Regions from separate parts of the Rattus norvegicus genome. Here region 2 is linked to region 1. The links are chromatin contacts, called in public Hi-C maps. All regions are on one chromosome and are shown on one strand. Each heading gives the region's core, a stretch centred on a gene start, on an enhancer-like site or on the middle of the called end of the contact. The rest is flanking DNA. Distances are from core to core; before and after follow the strand shown. Region 1 overlaps Adam12 (ADAM metallopeptidase domain 12). Region 2 holds the start of Adam12 (ADAM metallopeptidase domain 12).

Region 1 (3,468 bases), core at 192-2,691:
ATCCTATATTGCAGGCTTCCTCCACTCCTTATCATGCATTGCTGGCTTCTCCTCCACAGCCAACACCTCCATGTCTCTGCCCTCAATGCTCTCTTGTCTAGTTCCACCTGTGTTAGTGATGGGATTTTTATCACCATGACCAAAGTCCTTAGAAAAAGGTTAAGGGAGGAAAGATTTGCTTCTGACTTGTGCTTTCAGGAGTTTTAGTCCATGGTCAGTTGATTGTTTTGCTTCTAGGCCTGTGCTGAGGCAGCTCATTGTGGTGGATGAATGTGGCCAACTTGCTTACCTCATGATAGCAAGAGTAAAAGAGATGGAGCAGGAAGGATCTGGGGCCAAAATATATTCTACAGTGGCGCATTGCCAATGAATGCTATGAGCTTTGTTTTCAGCAGTTCCACTCAGTCAGGGCTTCTCAACCTGTGGGTCTCAACCCCCTCAGGGGTCACATATCAGATGTGCTGCATGTCAAATATTTACACTTTGATTCCCAACAGTAGCAAAATTTAGTTACAAACTAGCAATTAAATAGTTTTAGGATTGGGGTCACCACAACATAAGGAACTGTATTCAAGGGTCACAGTATGGGGAAGGTTGAGAACCGCTGTTCTAAATAGTCTGTTCAGATCCTGAATCCAGCAATGACTCAGTGTCCTCCTGATCGAAGGAAACACGGCTGGAAACACCCTCACAGACATGCTCAGAGGCTAGTCTATTAATGTAAGTTTCTCAGTCCAGTCAAGTAGACAATCAAGATTAGACACCCATCCTTTCCTTCACTTGGTGCATTGCCATCTATATAGTCTCAAGCGTACAGCCTGAGACCACCTTCTCCAGAGCTTTTCGTGTTGTTTCTAAGCCTCCTGTCTTATCCCAATTCAAGTGGAGTTTTCCCCTTCTCTTGTCCCATGCAGCTTTGTCATAGTGTGTGCTTTTCATTGTCCCTATTACTAAGATTGAAGGTACTAATGGTATACAAGCTACTTGGGAGCTCTTTATGGGGTCCTCAATGTCAGACACATACAATAATAGATATCAGTAAAAGCTGCGTAGATTTTAAGCTGCACTTAACCTGCTAGAGGAGCAGATTTAGGGCCCCACTGTTTAGCTAAGAGTATAATCTTCCTATGGCAGTTACCATGATTCCCCAACACATACTTAGTCAAAGATTTCCAGAAACTTTCCAGGCCTGTTCTTCCACTTCGAAGAGCATCCCTTGCCCTCCCTCACAACCTCTTATCAGCAGGCTGTGTTTGTTACCTCCAATATAGGCAGTATGGTAAGGAGCCAATGACTCATGTTTGTTCCCCAGATGTCTTTTACTAGTGGTCTTATCTCTCAGCGTGTTGTTCGGGCCAGATGAAGGTACAGGCTGTGCTACAGATGTCTCATGATTACTACCAATGCTGGACTAGAGGCATACACAATACTATGCATCAGAGACACATTTGATGAATTGTTTAGATATCTTAGCCTTCGTTTCTAAGTACTCAAGACAATCTAGCCCACTATTTTATGGCTGAACACTTATCTTTGAATCACCACAGAATAACCAAAACATGAGTAGGCAGTCTGGAAATGACGAGAATTTAAGCAACAGGAATTTTCTACTCCCAGCTCACCACCAGATCTGAATAGTACTATGAATTTTTGCTCAACTAGTCAATGTAGGATTTGAGAAACTTGTTGCAGTCAGTCACTAGAGTCATACTTGTTTCCCTGCAAGAACGCCATTACCATCGTAACTCTGTCAAAGGCCCTTTTCCCTCCAAGCTGCAAGCTAGACTAAGGATAGAGATGTCAGCACCATCTCCCATCCGGGAACTTCACCAAAATGCTTAGATATTTACATGTCTCTGAGAAATAAGGCATGTTTTATTGTAGGTGTTTTCATTTTCAAATAGCCAGCATTAGTGATGAAGGATGGAGCTCAGTTGAAAGAGTGCTTGCCTAGCATGTGCAAAGCCCTGGCTTCAATTTCTAGCACTTCATTAAACCAGATGTAGTGGTTGGTACATGGCTGTAATGTCAGGACTTAGGTAGAGGCAAGAGGATTCAGAGGTCAAGGTCATCATTGACTACATTTGGAGATAAAGGACATTTTAGACTACATGAGACCATGTCTCAATGCATAAACAAAAGGAAGAAAAGGGGTAAAAAAGCAAAACCCAGAAATTTAAGAATGTATGGTTTACTCATTCAATGAAGTCAATATGAATTCCTCAAGCTACCCCTATATCATGCTCCCAACACACACACACACACACACACACACACACACACACACACCACTAGAAGTTGCTTTCATTGAGTCTACATGGAGATTAACATTATTAGTCCCTGCCTCCCAGAGTGCTAAGAGAAGTTTGGAAGATGTGTGAGCTGAGTGAACACAAAGTAAGAATCAATAAATGCCCAATCTGGTTTCAATTACACACTTATTACTAGTCATTTCATTTGCCTGCTGCAGAATCATCCAGGAATTAAGCAGAAGAAACCTAGCAAAAAGATTTGATGGCTAGGCCACTCTAGGTGGGATTCTTACAATATTGTCCCTATTGCTTGAGCATGGATGAGTGATAACATAATATGAGTATGCTCCTTGCAGTGTCCTGTAGCCATCTCAGACGCTCTGGACATACAGATGTGATGAATATGTCTAGAGGGGAAAAAGGAAGGAAGAGGTAAAGTTATGAAGTGAGTATACATGGGTAGAGGGCAATTTCCCACAAGGGTTGGCTATGCCTCCCTCTACACGGCCTTGATTAGGTTCCATCCCTGGCATTGGGAGCTTCCACAAGGAGAAGAAAGTTGCATGAGATCTTGAGAGTCTACTGCATCTTGTGATAGAAAAAAGAGGCATGTACGTGGCACCACTGTGTACTGTTCTTTTCCATGTCAAAGTCCACAGTTAAATTATGTGTCTACCTATTTCTGCCCCAGCACAGAGACTTTGGCATCCTGAGGAGCCTGGGGTTCCAGCCATGGCTTTGTTTGTTATTTGTGTAGAAATTCCATACCTGTTCCAACTCAAAGAAAGCAAACTCGCTCTTTATTAAGCAGGTTCACACAGCTTGGGTCAGACGCTTTGCTGAGACCCACCGTGGACAGGCAGAGGCTTGCTTCACTAACTGCTGTGTTTGCAGGATCTCATGGAGGGGAAGCAAGCCCCCACTCCCCTGTGCCACAAGAACTGCTTACATTGTGCTTAAATTTGCCTCATTTTGCCTCGATTTTGAAAGTCTTTGGGGAATTTCAATGGAAAGCAAGTAAGAACATTTAGTGTTTACTACTGACCCAGAAATATAACTTACTCTCCTGCTTTGTAAAAATCCTTAGGCATCAAAGCCAGTGTTTACAAAATAGGTAAGGGGAGTTCTTTCCGAAAACATCAAGGGCATTTTAGAATATGTTTTTACAACTTGACAAAGTCTGTGAAGAAAACAAGGCTTAAAACTAAAGTGTTAG
Region 2 (3,852 bases), core at 284-2,783, 120 kb before region 1:
CAAGGGTGGCTACCAGCTGGGATGACTTCAAAGGGTACCTGTTCTGACTCTAGTATGAAGCCTCTCACTTTTAAGGTCCTATGTCATTCTTTTGAAGTGAGAGACTGCTGCAGACCACTGCTGGTGAGAGGCAGCTGGTAAGGCTACTTTCCAGGGAGGTGGTCAAGAACCCAGCCTTCCCCAATCCCACTCTCCTCTTACCGTGGACCTATTCCAGAAGAGGGCAAGTCGTAGGATCAGAACAGAATCTCTGTTCAGCCGCAGTGTTATCAACTGAGGCTTTGAAAACTGCCAGGTCCAAGATGGGTTCTGAATTCATTGGCCTGGATGGAGGTCTTGAACCCTTACAAGTTCTAAGAAATTCCCATGTTAGGGACCACAGTGGCTGTTATTCTCCAGATGTGTTGCTGCTCTGTCTGTCTGGCCCCTGCTGCTTCTTACTTGGTTCTAAGGAACCCAGAGTCCTTTTAGGAAATCTGAGGGGTTGATGAGGAGAAGGCAGAGAGAGGACACAACTACAACCCTGAGATGAGGCCCTCCATTCTCTTACTGGTGCTTGCCTAGCTGTGCTCCTGAAGAACAGCTCATTCCACAGATGTAGGAGAATGCCTGGCAACTGATACTTCTCTCCAGTCAGGCCTTGCCCACCATCTTTTTTTGTTGTTGAGGCAGAACCTCACTTTGTAGTCCAGATTGGCCCAGAACTCACTGTGTAGCCCCTTGTTAGCCTCAAACTTGCAGTAACTCTCCTGTCTCGGCCCATCAAATGTTAGGATTAAGAGCACTAATCAACAAGCCAGGCTGCAATTTGCATCTCTAACCAGCCAAGCATAAGACTGGTGAAGTTTGGAATGTATCTGGACCCTTTTCCTGGGTCTAGACAACTGAAAGGAAACTTTGGCCAATCTATCAGTCTCAAAAACAGAGCACCACACCAAAAAACGCTGTGCCCAAGTGTCTGCTACTATAAATGCAATCTTATTCCTTAGGTGTGAGGTACTAGTTTGGTGGTTTGGGACGCGGCAGCCACAGGCTGCCTGGTTGTGGACCACATCCCAGACCTGTTCCTCAGGTCCCGCCGATACCCAGCTAGCCAGCAGCTAGCAGCCCAGTCATCCTTTCCAGCCTCAGTCTGGAAAGCTGGACCCCGGCGCCGCGTGTGCTCTTGGCTGCCGGCGCCCAGGGCCCCGTGGCCACATCATCCTGAGGCTGGGAAGTGTGCGTTCTCGCGCCTTTGCGCCACGAAGCCGGGTCTACGCGGCGTCCCACACAAGGGGTCTGGGGGCATCCTGCATCTAGCCACCCCGGAGAGTGGATAGGACCCGGGCGGTGGGGGACCCCAGAGCGGTCTCTAGGACCCGCGGGACGCCGCAGGCGGGCGGGGTGCGGGGGAGACGCTAATTTGTTCCGTGGTAATGAGAACGGCGACTGCTGGCCGCGGATCCATTGCACAGACCCGCCCTCAGATCGCTGGTCCCCGGCGCCAACTCGGACAGGCTGCTCATTTATTGCAACGGTCAAGGGCGGCTCGTGCCAGAGTAGCGCGCGCGCGCACGCACACACTCGGGGAGGGGAGAAAGTTTTTTTTTGAAAAATGAAAGGCTAGACTTGCTGCTCCGCGACCCGGGCGCTGCGCGAGGGGGTCGTGGCAGACTCGGGGCAGTAGGACGTCCACCGGCTCGGCGCCCGCGTGGGATGCTGCAGCGCTGGTCGCGGGGCCCCTGAAGCAGCTGCACGCCAGGCCGGCGACAATGGCAGAGCGCCCGGCGCGGCGCGCGCCCCCCGCCCGCGCCCTCCTGCTGGCCCTGGCTGGGGCCCTGCTGGCGCCCCGTGCAGCCCGAGGTAAGTCACCCGCACAGGCGGCTGCCTGCGCGTCCCATCTCAGCCACCTCGCGACAAGCCGGGGTCTCCGCAAGTGCCACAGCGGCAAGGAGAGGAGACGCACCAGGGCGCATCTGAGGAACCCCTCCTCCATCCCCGCTCAGGCTCCCGGCGCTCCGACACTGGTTACCCCTGCCAGGTGCCCACTCCGGGGGTTGGGGTGGCACAGGGGAAGAAGACGTTTTGCTCGCGGACCTTGAAGCTGCTAGTGTCTGAATGAAAAGGCATAGCCTCGCCTCTTGGAGTGACATTTGCTCCTAAGGCTCTTAGTGTCTTGACAGTTACACGTGTCTCCTGGGAGGGTGTGCGTGGGGTCGTTTTACTGATCCAGTGGGGTAGTGAGTTCCTTCACCAGCTTCGGAGTCAACTCCCCACGAAGTTTCCTTTCCACCCCCCACTCTGACACAGCCGGGAGACGCAGAGGACGCGCCCCGCCCCCATCACAGGTGTACCCGCGGCGCTCTTTACTCTTTTTTTGTTTCATCTGGAGATTTCTGGCTTCCCTCCCTAATTGTCAGTAAGGATCAAACTTTAACAGAACTCCTCTCTTGCTCATCGTTAGCAAATAAGGGCTTACACCAAGACCTTGTGTAGCACGAGAACCCACTTCAGAGTTTAACGAAAGTGTATACATTAAAGGAGTTTTTACAGACTTGTATTTTCCGGAGTTGAATCTTCCTAAAGCCGGGGCACCTGTGGACCCTGTTCCTATAATGAGAACTCACAGCAGGTGCCTTTTTAAAATTCCGGAGCTTCCCCGGTCACCCTCGCTGCCGGCCCCCTTTAGCCACTAGGGGCGCTGTTCACCAATGAATGATTCGCCCTGACCTCCAACTCTCATTTCCGTGATTCTAGGTAATCAGGCGTTTAGTTTCCGACAACTAGCTAGCCCTCCTTCATCAACTGTTTCCAACAAGAAACATTTTATTTCTTAATTGTCACTGTCACCCTCGACCCTCCAGCATGTCTTACCATAACGTAACCAAATTCTAGCTCCCATAAATACCGACACAGCAAAATAGATCAACCTGGCAAATTGGTGATTGAATTAGACGGTTGCACATCAGTGAAAAAGGCTACAACACCGAAGCCTATTTAGCGAACTCTGGGACCTGCAGATGAAAACCGCAGTCTAAGGTGTTTTTGAGAGAGTTCTGTACAAACTGATTCCTTGGAAGGTTGTTCAGCAAGTGCACTTAGAAACATGTAAACCTGTGAGGTTCAAAGTATGCCTGAGTTGGCCGTGAACTTGGCATATGCTCCACACACACAAACAGAAGTCCGGGCACAGCTGATATATTTTAGAGGTCATTGTTTATTAAATAAAGCTAATAGCGGGGAGTTCCTTCACTGGGAGGGAGGCTGTAGCCTCTGTAGACAGAGTCTTGCCTTAGGATGGGGGAGACATCTTCAGCAAAGCAGGCTAGCATGCTTGTAGTGGTTTAAGTATTGTCTAATATTAATATTAATATTCCAAGTCCATGGTGTGTTTACACTTAGATTCTCAGTCCATTCCCCAAGTCTCGTCATCGAGGATGTTTAAAGCACACGAAGCATTTGCTCATTTTGGCAGATGATGGGAATCATTACTTGTCGAGGGCTGAGTATATCTTGAGTTTGACTGTAGCCTCGTTCATTGCTCCGAGCTCCAGCACGGCTCAGCACAAACAAGTCTGAAACAGAGTCCCAGATCCCAAGCCCCGCACCCCCAGCAATCTCCCCTGCTGCAAGAACGACATCTGTTGCTTCCTCCGGATGCCTCTTGCTGACACTTAATCCCCGAGTCTCCCTTTCACAACATGGGTATATTCCGATCTCCCCAGCTCCTTCCTTCTGTTTCAGTGCACCTTCCCAACCAGGCTGCCATCAGCATGTCCCTCAGCAGAAGTTCACTTGTATCCCAGCAGCTCGTGAGTTGTACACGTGGTGTTCTTCTTGTCTTCACATGGTGTTCTCTCCAGCCCAGCAGCC

The links. Hi-C and Micro-C count contacts between places; a contact is called where the count stands out from the background.
Region 2: a contact with region 1 is called in a Hi-C map of the A7r5 cell line, with 5 times the contacts expected there. The contact joins the promoter of Adam12 here to the enhancer-like site in region 1. A contact is called at or near these places in 5 of 12 Hi-C or Micro-C datasets (the A7r5 cell line, the Rat2 cell line, Schwann cells and 2 more).

What each region holds. Positions count from the first base shown.
Region 1 is chr1:198,321,879-198,325,346 of GRCr8, reverse strand. All of the region lies in intron 3 of Adam12 (ADAM metallopeptidase domain 12), which reads left to right. Among named protein-coding and RNA genes, the nearest start is that of Adam12, 120 kb to the left of the region's middle. Within about 2 kb of position 1,441, at least 8 of the 93 cell types and tissues checked have an H3K27ac peak or open chromatin away from gene starts, as enhancers often do. A contact at or near this core is called in the A7r5 cell line, where this site is marked.
Region 2 is chr1:198,441,361-198,445,212 of GRCr8, reverse strand. It overlaps Adam12 (ADAM metallopeptidase domain 12), which reads left to right and starts at 1,533. Exons shown (of 23, transcript NM_001427293.1): 1 at 1,533-1,842. The coding sequence starts at 1,752. It overlaps LOC134483951 (a long non-coding RNA gene), which reads right to left and starts at 334. Exons shown (of 2, transcript XR_010061156.1): 1 at 202-334.